Regions from separate parts of the Sus scrofa genome. Here all the other regions are linked to region 1. The links are chromatin contacts, called in public Hi-C and promoter capture Hi-C maps. All regions are on one chromosome and are shown on one strand. Each heading gives the region's core, a stretch centred on a gene start, on an enhancer-like site or on the middle of the called end of the contact. The rest is flanking DNA. Distances are from core to core; before and after follow the strand shown. Region 1 holds the start of ELAVL1 (ELAV like RNA binding protein 1). Region 2 holds the start of XAB2 (pre-mRNA-splicing factor SYF1). Region 3 holds the start of ANGPTL4 (angiopoietin like 4).

Region 1 (4,115 bases), core at 946-3,445:
ACAGGTAGAGAAGGGTTGGCGCTTAGGGCTGATGTGCAGGTAAAATCAAAACAGAAGGGAGGATTAGAGTGCAAAAGACCTGGGATCTCAAACTTGAGGTAGCTTTTAAGCCACATAAATAGGTTAAAAAATTATTTTTCCCCACCCGAAGACTCTTAATTGGGAGTAACATAATCAGACCTGCATTAAAAAAAAAAAAAAAAAAAAAGACAACTCTTGCTGGAGTGTGGAAAGATGATAGAGGTGGGAACAGGAGTGAAAGAGGCAAAAGCAAGCATCAAGAAGATGGCATTTTTATAATTCTCCTCTTGTTTTGCACTTTGCTGTCCCATGACCTCAGACTCAACACATCCAAACTGAAATTCTGCCTCCAAATCAGTGCTTCAACATAAACATTTTTTCCACATTTTGAGATGTTCATATAGCTTTGCTTCTTGATGGACCTTGAATTTTGTAACAGATCCCAGCACAGAATCCTGTACACAGAAGATGCTCAATGATAATTCAATGCAATGTCAACTGAGGTCCCCTGGACCCTGCGATTATAACGGCAGTAAAATCCAGTGCCTAAGAGTAAAGACTCCGAATCAGAGGGCCTGAGCTCAACTCCTGCCATCATCACACTTCACTGTGTGAGACTGGTCACATTAAGTGACCCATGCAAGCCTGTTTCTTTGTCCCCAAATAGAAATTACAACGGCACCTACCTCAAGGCTAAAGACAAACAAAAGTCTGTGAGTGTAAAACACCTAGTAAATGCTCACTAAACACTGTCAACTGTTTATAATGTTATATATTCAATGCCTACCAGGCACAGGTCACACACAATGCTGGGGTTTCCCACATCCTTAATATCTGTACAGCAATATTCTCATCCGTCCTGTTTCATAGATAAGAAAACGAAGGCTCCCACAGCTGAATCTGTTCAACGTTTTGGGAGCCTTCCGTTCCAAGGCATCAGAGATGGGGCTAAGGGAACTTTTAGGGTAATATCATTTAGTCCAGTGGTGGTTCTCACATGTGTAAGCGCGCGCGCGCGCGTGTGTGTGTGTGTGTGTGTGTGTGTGAGATACTTTCAGCAACATCTGAAGATATTTTTGATCTTCACAACTAGGGGACATGGATGCTGCTGGCGTCTCGTGGGTAGAGGCCAGGGATGCTACTCAGCATCCTACCATACACAGAACAGCCCTCCCCCACAAACCAAAAATGATCAGATCCCAAATGTCAGTAGCGCCAAGGTTGAAAACCCTTGAATCCTCCTCCCCATCGTCCCACTTCTGGACATTGGTTCTCAGGATTCCACAGGAATACTTTCAGTAAAGGGGAGGGGGCTCTGTTCCTCCAGGGGCAGGGCCTGCAGAAGTTCTTCCCCACATGCCCTACAAACAGTAGGTATTAGAACCCATTTTAATAAGCCTAGCAGCGGAGGACGCCGGAAAAGGAAGAACATCCATCCTCCATTGTTCAACTGCGTGCAGTTTATGTTTTACACACACACACAATTTTACAAACCCAAACGTCCCACGCCTCAAAAACAGCTTTGTTAGAGATGGCGTCCATAAATATATATTTTTCTTCGACCCTCATACATAGTGAAGGGTTTGCACACTTCTAAAAGGACCTCAGATCGGCCGCGGTCCTCTGACAACGACCACAAAAGAATGTATAGGATTTCCCCGGGGAGCGTGCCCGTGGGCCGTGACCTCTGCGCGCTGAAGGCGCTCACCCGACTCCCTCGTCTCTGGCTTCGCTCTCCCGCCCCCGGATAGCCGGCTTGCAAGACTACCCCGGCCCGGCCGTGGAGCCCGGCCGCCAGGCGCGTGCCCACGCCGCGTCCCCCTCTTTCGGCCCTCGCGGCGGCCAAGGAATCCGGCCCGGGGCCTGTCGCCGGCGCCCACAGCGGCCGGCCCTCGCCAGCTCGCCGAGGCCCGTGCGCGTCCCCTCCCAGCCCCGCGCGGCCTGGGCCTCGGCCGGTGCAGGCCCGCGAGCGCCCGCGGCCCGGCCAGGCGAGCTCAGGCCTGCCGCGGCCTACCCCGTCGAGCGCCGCCGAAGGCCCCCGCCTCACCTGGACGCGGGCGGGATGGCCCGGGGCTGCTCCGGGTCGGGCGGGCGGCGGCGGCGCGGCGCTAACGGCTCCGCTCGGCCTCGGTAGCGGTGGCGGCAGCGGCGGCGACGGCGACGGCGGCGGCGGCTCCTCCTCAGCGCGCACGACCCGCTCCGGCCCGCGGCCCGGACACGCCCCCCCGACGCGCGCACCCATTGGCCAGCGTCCGCCACTGCGCGCTTCTCGTTGGCCGGCGTTGCTGTCGCGGCGCCCCGGGGCGCGCGGCGGAGGCGGGACTTCCGGCTGGCGCCGCCTGAGAAGGGCTCGGCGGCAGGCAGAGACGCGGGTGGCCGGCGATGGCCGCGGAGGGGGCCAGTTGGGGCTTGGCCCACGGCGGCCGACGGAAGGCGGTGACCGAAGAGCCGCGCCCTTTATCGGGGGCATTTTGTGTGTCTCGAGCCTATGTGTCCCACCGCCGCCGCGGCCACCGTTACCACCCTACAAGGTAGGAGCGGTCAGTGCACCAGGACTGTAAAGGCAGGACTCGGGTTCGAATCCTGGCCCCAGCGTTTCCGCACTACGTACCCTTGGGCAGGGGCTGACGTCACCTCGGCGGGCCTCAGTTTCCTTATCTGGTGTAATGAGTAGGCGGGGCATGGGATGCCGTCAGCGTTCCATCAGTGTTGCTTATCAGAGCTAGCAGTTTACCCCGATGCTCAGCCTAACACCCATTCATTAAAATTTAATTGAGTGCCTACTACGTGCCAGTCAATGTGTGCACAGTGAACTAGCCAAAATACCTGCCTCTATTTGGTTGACATTCTAGGCTGGCTCTGTCCAAGAGCGGTATAAGCGTACCACAAATGTTAGCCACATGAGTAATTTAACGTTTCTTATAGCCATGCTAGAGGGGGAAAAATAAAAAGAAACAGGAGATGTTAATTTTAATGATGTGTTTTATTGAACCCAATTTATGTCCAAAAAGCTGTTTCAACATGTAACCAATATAAAAAGTTCTGAGATCTTTTTATGTTTTTTTTTTTTTTTCCTTCTTTACGTGCTTTTGAAATCTGGTGTTTTTTTACACTCACAGCGCTTCTGAAGTTGGACTGGCTACGTTTCAAGGGCTCAACAGCGCAGTTGCCAGTGACTACTGTATGAGACCGTGCAGTGCTAGATGAGGAGGCAGAAAAGAAATCAAGTGGATTCCACACACAGTGGTGAAAAGTGGTAAGAGGAAAAGTAAATTGGACAGAGGGCATAGGTGAGGAATGTGGGGATTTCAGTTTGAAAGAGGACTGTTAGGAAGATTGAGACAATAGGATCTGCAGAAGGACCAGAAAGAGTCAAGAACACTGAAAAAATAATCATAGTGTAGTATAGTGTCATGTTTATCCAACAGAACTTTCTCCCATCATGGGCATGCCTTTTAATCAGCAGTGTCTCATTTAATAATCACCAGCTCCATGTGGCTTTTGGGCAGTTGACATGTGGCTGGTGGCACATGGTACTGAAGAACTGAGGGGTGTTGTTGTTGTTGTTTGCTTTTTAGGACCGCACCCATGGCATATGGAAGTTCCCAGGCTAGGGGCCAAATTGGAGCTACAGCTGCCAGCCTGCACCACAGCCACAGCAACTTGGGATTCAAGCTGTGTCTTCGACCCACACCACAGCTCACGGCAATGCCAGATTTCCGACCCACTGAGCGAGGTCAGGGATGAAACCCACATCCTCATGGATACTAGTCAGATTTGTTCCCACTGTGCTGGAGCGAGAATTCCCAGGTTTTTAATGTACTTAATTTTTACTTTTTTTTTATGTCCCCATCTGTGGCATATGGAAGTTCCCAAGCTAAGGGTTGAATCAGAACTACAGCTGCCAGCCTACGCCACAGCCACAGCAATGCCCAATCCGCGCCACATCTGCAACCTGTGCCGCAGCTCTCAAGGCCAGGGATTGAACTGATATCCTCACAGAGACAACGTCAGGTTCTTTACTCCTGAGCCACAATGGGAACTTCAATTTTTATTTAATTTAAATTTGGTAAAAAAAAAAAAAATAAGAAAAA
Region 2 (4,115 bases), core at 819-3,318, 310 kb before region 1:
GAGCGCGCGGTCAAAAGTGCGGCGTGTGTGTGTGACACGTCCCTGGTCCATTAGGAATTGGCAATAATCTAGCCACAGCCGTGGCATCTGGAAGCAGAGGGGAGAAGCCAGCACCTCAGCTGAGCCACAAAGACACCAGACGTTCAGTGCAGCAGGACCCAGAAGCCCCGTCCCCCTGGAACTAAGTCTAGCTCAACCCTGAGTGCACAGAGGCACAGGACTCCAACCCCCGGCCCTGTCCACCTCCCTGGACTCTGAGCCCTGCCTCCCTACTCATCCCCTGGCCCAGCCATGCCCTCTCCCCACCTTGTGCATGAATACAAAGGCCCTCTCATGGCAGTTGTTGACATCTTCATAGGCTGGGTCGGTCACGCAACGGTGCTTCACCTGTGCCCGGCGTGCCTTCAGGTAGCGGTACCAGAGTTTGTAGCTGGGGAGGGGGGAAGGCAGTGATTGGTCAGCTTTACAGATCCTAAAACCCTCCCCCTGCCCCAGGAGACAAGTGTTGGGAGAAGGGGTCTGAGGAGGGGTGACAAGTCTCCCATGGGGGGATGGGCAGGGAAAGTGTGCTCACCAATCAAAGGTGCCACACATAGCAATCACCTGGGACCTACTAGCCAGCTCTGGTGTGATGGGACAAGTGGGGTGGGGCTGAGACAGGCAGAGCAGCTGCAGCCAACCTCACCTGCAGGGCAGCAGCTTCAGCGCCCGCTCGTACAGCTGATTGAGTCTGGGCTTCGGGGCACCCTGTTTGAACTCAATGTAGCGGAGCCAGCATTTGACGGAGAACTGGTTCCGCATGATCTCCTCCTCATAAGGGAGGTCCTCTTCCTCCTGCCAGGGCCGATGAACGGGGAGAAGACAACCCTACCCTCAGAGCCTGAGGGCAGCACCACTCCACGCCAAGCTCCGGACCCCTACCCAGGTCCCAGTTCCCACCATCAGAGCCTGGTCACCAGATGCCCATATCCCAGGACTCTGATCTATCCTTTCACCCCTCAGAATTCTGCTGCTTACAATCTGAGCCAGACCATCAGACTCCTTGGTCACGGGGTTCTAGGCTAGACATGAGACTACCACCCAGACATCACTCTTCTGGTACCCAGTCTCTGGCCCAGATCAGCAGCCTCCTTAGACACCAAGCCTCTGCCCTAGACAACAAGTTTTTTGGTGTTTTTTTTTTTTTTGTTGTTGTTGTTGTTGTTTTTGACACCATGTCTTACCTCTTCACAATATACCTCTTCTCAGACACCAGACCTTTGGCACCTCAGGCTCCCGCTAGTCAGAGTCTAGCTCAATTCTGCCTCCAGAAGCTGGAAGCTAGACCCTTATCTCAGAGAGAAAGGTTTGGACAGGATGCCTAGCCTTTAACTCAGACACCAGGAATCTCATGGAGATGCCAGGCTTCCACTCCAAACACCAAGTCTTTGAGTCTTCAGGATTCCACTGGCCATCGCCTGAGCAGCTTCACCTCACTAGGTCTTTACTTCCAATTCCAGGGTTCTCTCTCAGATGCCAAGCCTTTATCCCAGAAACTATAACGCTCATGACCTAGACCACTACCCAGGACACCAAGACTTTACCACTGAAACCAGAACCCTAGACTGGTCACTATGCCTTTACTTCAAATATCAGGCCTCCCAAGATTTAGCTCGTCTCCCTTCCTTCCCATTCTCTGCGCGTTCCCATTTCCGCCGCAGGACCAGGACGCCAAGCCCTTAATCTAGACCACCTGCTCTTTACTCAGACCACTTGGTCTCCAGCACCAGCCCTTTGCTCTTGACTAGCCTGGTCCCCGTCTCCGGCCCGTAATGCTCTTCCTACCCTCGGGCCGACAAAGCTCTAGCCTAGTTCCCTCGGGCGGCTAGGCCCCAATGCCCTGAGGCATCTAAGCCTCAGAGTGCCCACGCGAGCCATCCTCGGCCCCGCCGCGAACTCACAAAGACGAGGTCCGGCCGCTCGGTTCTCGAGAGCCGCGCCATCACCACCATTTTCCGGGCGCTCCAGGTACTGGCAGGAGTCGCGCTATAATGACGTCTCAGACTGAAGGCCGCCCTCTCTGGCCAGATCCGTTTTCCTATTGGTTGAACCCTTCCCAATAGCGCGGCCTGAGTTGTTGACTTTCTCTTAGACAGCGCCAGCTACCGGAAACAGGAAGAAGCGTCCGAAGATGACGTCATCCAGAGAGTTCCTCAGGCCAATCGGTTTCAGCACTAGAGACCGCCGACCCCTAATGAGCGGCAGTCTTGCTGGAAGGTTGGTTTTGGGCGGAAGCGGCTTTGAAGCCCAAGAGGAGCGAGATGGGCGTGAAGCTGGAGGTGTTTCGGGTCAGTGAGCAGTGGAGCGGTTGGACCGCTGGGCGCCGGGTCTTTCTGGATGAGGAGACTCTGAAAAGGGGGGCCTCCGAGAGATGGCGCTCTGGGGGCGAAAGCCTTTCAACCTTTACAGTTGAAACCCTGAAGAGGGGGCCCTGGGCTGGGGGCTCTGGGAGGGCTCATGTGAGGAAGGCCCTCTGAGAGGGGGGATATAGGGAGGGGGCTCTAGGAAGAAACGCTCCAGGCTCTGGAGCAGATCTCGGGCTCATGGTGCGTGTGCGGCAGGCACTCTTAGATTTAGGGGTGTAGACTGAAGCGTGAGACCTTTTGGGGTTGGGGGTTCTCCGGGGTCTGACGGGGGGTGGGATAATGAGGTCTCAAAGAGATACCTTTATGCTCTATGAGCTCTTCTGCTCCCGGGGCCTGTGTGTGTGTGCATGTCTTTCTTTGAAAGGGAATCTCCTGGCCTCAAAGGGGGCTTTCAGCAGTAAGGACTCTTGGATTATGGGGCTAGACTTTTTAAGGTGTGTGGCTTCTGTACCCTTGGTGGGAATTTTTGGGGGGTTCTGGGGCTGCAGGGGTATCCCTGGTCTCTGCCAGAGAATGGTCCTCCAGGCCCTGAGCAGCCCCCACACAGTGGGGGCAGAGGTAGTAGTTCCTTGCCCTGCTCATCCGACTCCTGCCCTTCCAGATGACCATCTACCTCACCTTCCCTGTGGCTATGTTCTGGATTGCGAATCAGGCCGAGTGGTTTGAGGACTATGTCATACAGCGCAAGGTGGGCACAGGTTCATTCCAGGGGGTGGGGGAGGGTAGGGGGCACCAATCTGCTGGGCACCAGTGTCTGCCTCCCCTGAGCCGACCCGGCCCTGGTGTGGGGCTCTGGAGGCTCCTGGCTTGTGGCTCCAACTGTGTTGTTGTCCCTACAGAGGGAGCTGTGGCCCCCCGAGAAGGAGGACCAGGTAAGAGACATATTCTTCTTTCCGCCAGAGGACAGAGGGGCCTGGCTCCCCATTGCCATGATGGGACTGAGAGTGGAGGGACATGTGGTTTCCTTACCGCCCTCTCCCTGAAGGTTGAACCTAATCCCACTTAGACCCTGGTTGTAATTGGCACAGGCTTCCAGTATAGAGGCTGGACTCTGAAGCTACAGTCTGGGGGGCCAGGGGAAGGGTGGTGGGAAAGAGGTCCTGGCCTTGAGGTGTTTATACCACTCCTTCCTTCCCATCCCATCCCCTCCCCCAGCGCCAAGAGCTAGAAGAATTCAAGGAGAGGATACGGAAGCAGCGGGAGGAAAGGCTTCTCCGTGCAGCCCAGCAGAGCTCCTGAGGCCTTGCAAGTGCCTGAGTCCCAGCCCCTCCACCCATGAAATAACACACACGTAATTCTTTGTTGCCTGTGGAAGTGTTTTATTGTCTGCTTTCAGGGGCCAAGTGGGGCCCAGGATGCCTCAGGCCCTCAGGGGGCTTGTGTCTGGGGCTGGGGGCTGCTGTTCCGACGGAAGCTGAGAGCAGACGGGTCCTGAGGGGTGAGGAGGGGTTGGGGGCTGAGGGTCCCGGCTCGTTTCTGCCCTCCGTCCTGTGGATGAGGAAGGGTCAGCCAGAGGAAGGGACCCGGGGCAGTGCTGGCCAGAAGTAACACAGACATTGGAGGGAGGGCGGATGTGGCAGCCGACATCCTGCCTCCCCCGACCCCCCACCCGTCCCACCATCCCTGAGCTCCTGCTTTCCTCAGTTACTCAACATTTAGAGTGCTATTTAGGAGCTAATGGATCTTGGTGATCTCACCAAGGTCTTGATC
Region 3 (4,115 bases), core at 1,198-3,697, 290 kb after region 1:
AATCATTTTAGAACAATTCCTGGCATATACTAAGTGTACAGTAGATGTTCGCTGCTACTTTTACCCTAAGCAGCCCCTACCCAGGCAGATCAGCTCCTCCCATATGGCACAACAGAAGCCCCAACGATTGAAAACTAATAGAGAGGGACTGAGGGGCCCCCAGAAACCTAGGTCCTAGAGATACAGATGGAAAGACACTGTTCATGAGACTGTGTCCTGTTCCAGATTGAAATCTCCCAAAGGCAGGGACTTCATTCAGCTGCCCATTGACAGGGGGGAAAAAAAGTCAATTTCATTGCTTTCTTTCTGATGAGAGATTCCAGCCCACAGGTCACCCTTCTAATGCCATTTATTTTGACCTTTAAGCCTACTTTGGAGAAGGGAGTGTCTTGCCCACCTTTATGGACCCCAGCACAGTAACCAGGACGCAGTGGGTGCTCAAGAAACAATTGATCATGGTAATATGTTATGGCTGGGTCAAAGGCATATACCACAGAGCAGTTTTTAGGAGGTAATCCAGTGCCAGCTCTGGATCCCTGGACAAATGTGTGTGTAGCTTGTTCACTGCAGGAGCCTCTAAGAGTTTTGAGGGTGTCTTGTGTCCTCTGAAACATGGCACAGAGGTAGAAGTCCCTGAAAAGTGGATCAGGAAAAGACCATGGAGTTGGGAAAGTGACTGATCATCATCTTCCTCAGTGCAAGAAGCCAAGGAGGAGGAGAGGGTACTCTGGGATAGCTATGTACCATCCTCCCACCCTTCATCCCCGCCTCACACTCAGAAGGAGACAAGGGGGAGTTCCCACTGTGGCGCAATGGGATCCCCCGCCCGGCACAGTGGGTTAAGAATCTAGCGTTGCCGCAGCTGCAGCTTAGGTCAACAGCTGCAGCTCGGATCTGATCCCTGGACTGGGAACTCCATATGCTGTGGGGCATCCAAAAAAAAAAAAAGAGAGAGACAAGGGCTGGGGGGTGGGGGGGTGAGCAGGCTGGCTGCCAGGGCAGATGGTGGCTGTCTGGATCTACTTGCCAAGGTTTTCCTCCCTGCCCTTCTCATCTGCCTGTCACTGCTGCCGAGATCTGCCATCCTGGCATCCGGCCCGGCCAAGTGTATGAGTGGTGACCTGCACGTCAGCCCCAGGGCACGCAGTTTCAGATTCCAGAGGCTGAGCTGGCTCAGAACTCTGCTGAGTCAACTCTGTTCTTCTTGCCTGTGCTCTGAGCCAGCGTGCCCAGGGTTCTTCCTGGCAAGCTGGTTTTTCTACTCCAACCTCAATTTTCTGGAAAAAAAAAAAATAATGAAATTAGTTGGTGGGGATGGAGGGGGAAGACTTTAGAAAAAGTTTGCTGAGAATAAATGCTTATCCTTGTGGAACATGGTCCATGTCATGCCCTCACTCAATTCCTTCACTGTCTCAGCTCTGCCCTTGTCCCAGGCTCAGAGCGTTGGGGTCTCTCCACCAGCCTGGGAATTCCTTGCAGGAGAGTAAAGGACTGCTTGTTAAATGAGTGAATGAGGGAGGAGGGGTGGGTTTCCTTCCTTGTATCCTTTTTTTTTTTTTTTTTTCCCCCTTTTTTGGGAGGGCTATGCCCCATGCCACATGGAAGTTCCCAGGCCAGGGATCAAACCCCAACCATAGCAGTGACAATGCCGGATTCCTTAACCCGCTGCACCACAAGAGAACTCCCTATCCCCTCTTTCTGTTCCGAGGTTCCTGCTTGATTCAGACAAAGACTCAGACACTGAGGACCCTGAGGGTAGAGAGTGGGCAGTGAGGAGCGAGGCTCCAGCCGGAGACGACAAGACAGAAGGGCCCTAACACTAGAGCACTAAGTTGTACGGGGTGGGATAAGGGACGTTAAGGAATCCCGCAAACATAACTGCAATGACGAAGCCTTAAGCGGGAAAGAGCGTGGGATCGCGATGTCTCCCGGAAGGTCTCCAAGGGGCGGAGGTGTTTGGAGTGTCCATAGGTTTCCGCCTAGCTCTGCAAGGCTCAGCGCACCAGGGCCTTCTTAGCCAGCTTTTGAGCTGGGGAGGGGGTCAGGAATGCCGCCCCCCGCCTCCCCCATCCCCACTGAGCGTGGCGGGGGCGGGTTGGGGGGACTCGAAAGGGGACCGCGGGGAGAGGAAGAATCACGTACTCCAGGCACAACAGTGGAGACACTCTGGGACTGGTGGGAGGAGCCAGAGTTCTGCGCCCAGAGGGCGCATCCCCCACTCCCGTAAATACGCTGCCTCAAGAGTCCAGAACCCCACCCTGAACCCCACGCCCCGCCCCCCGGAAGTCCCCGCGCCCCGCCTCCCTCCTCCGCCTCTTACATCGCTGGGCTTAAAATAGAGGGCGTCGAGGGGATATGCAAAGCGGACCGCCGGTGGCTGTGATTCGAATCTTTCCTCTGGCTTCGCTACCCAAGCGAGTCTCCGCCCGGGCCTCCACATCTCCAGCCCTCACATCACGACCTCTGAGTCCTCCTTGCGCCCCCTCGCCCCAGCGTCCCGAAATCCTCGCGTCCCAGCCTCCGGACCACCTGGAAGGATGCGCTCTGCGCCGACAGCCAGAGCAGCGCTGGTGCTGTGCGCCGCCACCGCTGGGCTGCTAAGCGCGCAGGGCAGCCCGGAACCTCCTGAGGCGCCGCGCTTCGCGTCCTGGGACGAGGTGAATGTGCTGGCGCACGGGCTCCTGCAGCTCGGCCGCGGGCTGCGGGAGCACGTGGAGCGCACCCGTGGGCAACTAGGAGCGCTGGAACGGCGTCTGAGCGCGTGCGGGGCCGCCTGCAAAGACCCGGAGGGGTCCGCCGTGCCTCCTCTCACCGCGGGGAATCTGGTCCCTTCCCAAAGCGACGCCGCCCCGGAGACCCTCCACAGCTTGCAGGTACGTACGTTGCTACTGCTCGGTAAAGGTGTGGACAGGAAGGGGCGCATCCCGGATTCCCTGGGCTTTCCTTCCCCAGAATCAAAGAATGGAGAGTTGGAAGAAGTTGGCGGCAGAAGGCCAGGTCCTCACCAGGGTTTTCCCATTCTCCCCAGACTCAGCTCAAGGCTCAGAACAGCAAGATTCAGCAACTCTTCCAGAAGGTGGCCCAGCAGCAGCGGCACCTGGAGAAGCAGCACTTGAGAATCCAGAATTTGCAGGGCCAGGTACCCAATACTTGCTCCAGATGGGGAGGGTAGTTGAAATTGGACCTGTGGGTGTGGACGTGCAGCCAGGCAGGTCAGGCAGCTTGAGCCAGCCAGACCTGAAACCCTCCTCCTGTCCTTTCCCAGCTGGACCACTTGGCTCCCATGCACCTGGGCCATGGGGTGGCCAAGGCTGCCAGGAGAAAAAGACTACCCAAGATGACCCAGCCTGCTGGCCCAGCTCACAATATCAGCCGCCTGCACAGTGAGTGTCCAGCCCTTTGCTGTTCTCTAGCAACACCCCCCACACGCACTTACCATTCTTGCCCCACTCCTTGTCAGGTCCACCTTACTGAGGAGGAGAAAAGTCCTGGCCCTGAGTTCCTGTGAACTTAGGGGTCTCCTGTGAAGGCGTGACGGGGGGACCCCTCTCCTTATCCCTGACCCTGCCCAGCTGGGCAACCCTACCCTTCTTCCCAGCAAGCCAGTGGGCTTTCCCCATAACCTCGCTGGCCACTAAATGGAGCAGGGGGAGTTTCCTTTGTGGTTCGTAGTAACAAACCTGACTAGTATCCACGAGGTTACAAGTTCTTATCCCTGGCCCCACTCAGTGGATTAAGGATCCGGCGTTCTCCTGAGCTTTGGTGTGATCGCAGATGTGGCTAGGATCCTATGTCGCTGTGGCTATGGTGTAGGCTGGCAGCTGCAGCTCTGATTTGATCCCTATTCTGGGAACTTCCATATGCTACAGTGGGGCCCTAAAAAAAGAAAAGAAAAGAAAGGAGCAGGGGTTGGGAAAGAGGGTCCAAGAGGGACTTGAGCAGCAAGGGTGTGAGGAAAGGGGTAATACAGCTCAGGGACACCTTCCTGGAGGTTAGAACCTTCTAGGAGGGTGGGATGGTGGACAAAGGGGTGCCAGTCAGGGATGCTGGAGCCTTTAGTGGGTGAAGAGAGAATGGCTGCCTGGAAGGGGAGGTTCTGATGTTTGCTGCCCCCA

The links. Promoter capture Hi-C pulls out the DNA fragments that hold promoters and counts their contacts. Hi-C and Micro-C count contacts between places; a contact is called where the count stands out from the background.
Region 2: a contact with region 1 is called in a Hi-C map of heart right ventricle, with 2.9 times the contacts expected there. The contact joins the promoter of XAB2 here to the promoter of ELAVL1 in region 1. A contact is called at or near these places in 2 of 47 Hi-C or Micro-C datasets (heart right ventricle and liver).
Region 3: a contact with region 1 is called in a promoter capture Hi-C map of liver, with 2.1 times the contacts expected there. The contact joins the promoter of ANGPTL4 here to the promoter of ELAVL1 in region 1. A contact is called at or near these places in 1 of 5 promoter capture datasets (liver) and 1 of 47 Hi-C or Micro-C datasets (liver).

What each region holds. Positions count from the first base shown.
Region 1 is chr2:71,205,221-71,209,335 of Sscrofa11.1, reverse strand. ELAVL1 (ELAV like RNA binding protein 1) reads right to left here and starts at 2,195. Exons shown (of 6, transcript NM_001195334.1): 1 at 2,069-2,195. It also overlaps a transcript of CCL25 not described here.
Region 2 is chr2:71,518,987-71,523,101 of Sscrofa11.1, reverse strand. It overlaps XAB2 (pre-mRNA-splicing factor SYF1), which reads right to left and starts at 2,068. Exons shown (of 19, transcript XM_003123151.5): 1 at 1,941-2,068; 2 at 686-834; 3 at 307-430; 4 at 1-87. The coding sequence starts at 1,991. It overlaps PET100 (PET100 homolog), which reads left to right and starts at 2,282. Exons shown (of 4, transcript NM_001097466.2): 1 at 2,282-2,327; 2 at 3,007-3,093; 3 at 3,245-3,277; 4 at 3,561-3,707. The coding sequence starts at 2,301. The coding sequence ends at 3,644. It overlaps PCP2 (Purkinje cell protein 2 homolog), which reads right to left. Exons shown (of 5, transcript XM_013987340.2): 5 at 3,708-3,893. The coding sequence ends at 3,774.
Region 3 is chr2:70,911,224-70,915,338 of Sscrofa11.1, reverse strand. It overlaps ANGPTL4 (angiopoietin like 4), which reads left to right and starts at 2,447. Exons shown (of 7, transcript NM_001038644.1): 1 at 2,447-2,873; 2 at 3,029-3,139; 3 at 3,266-3,383. The coding sequence starts at 2,538.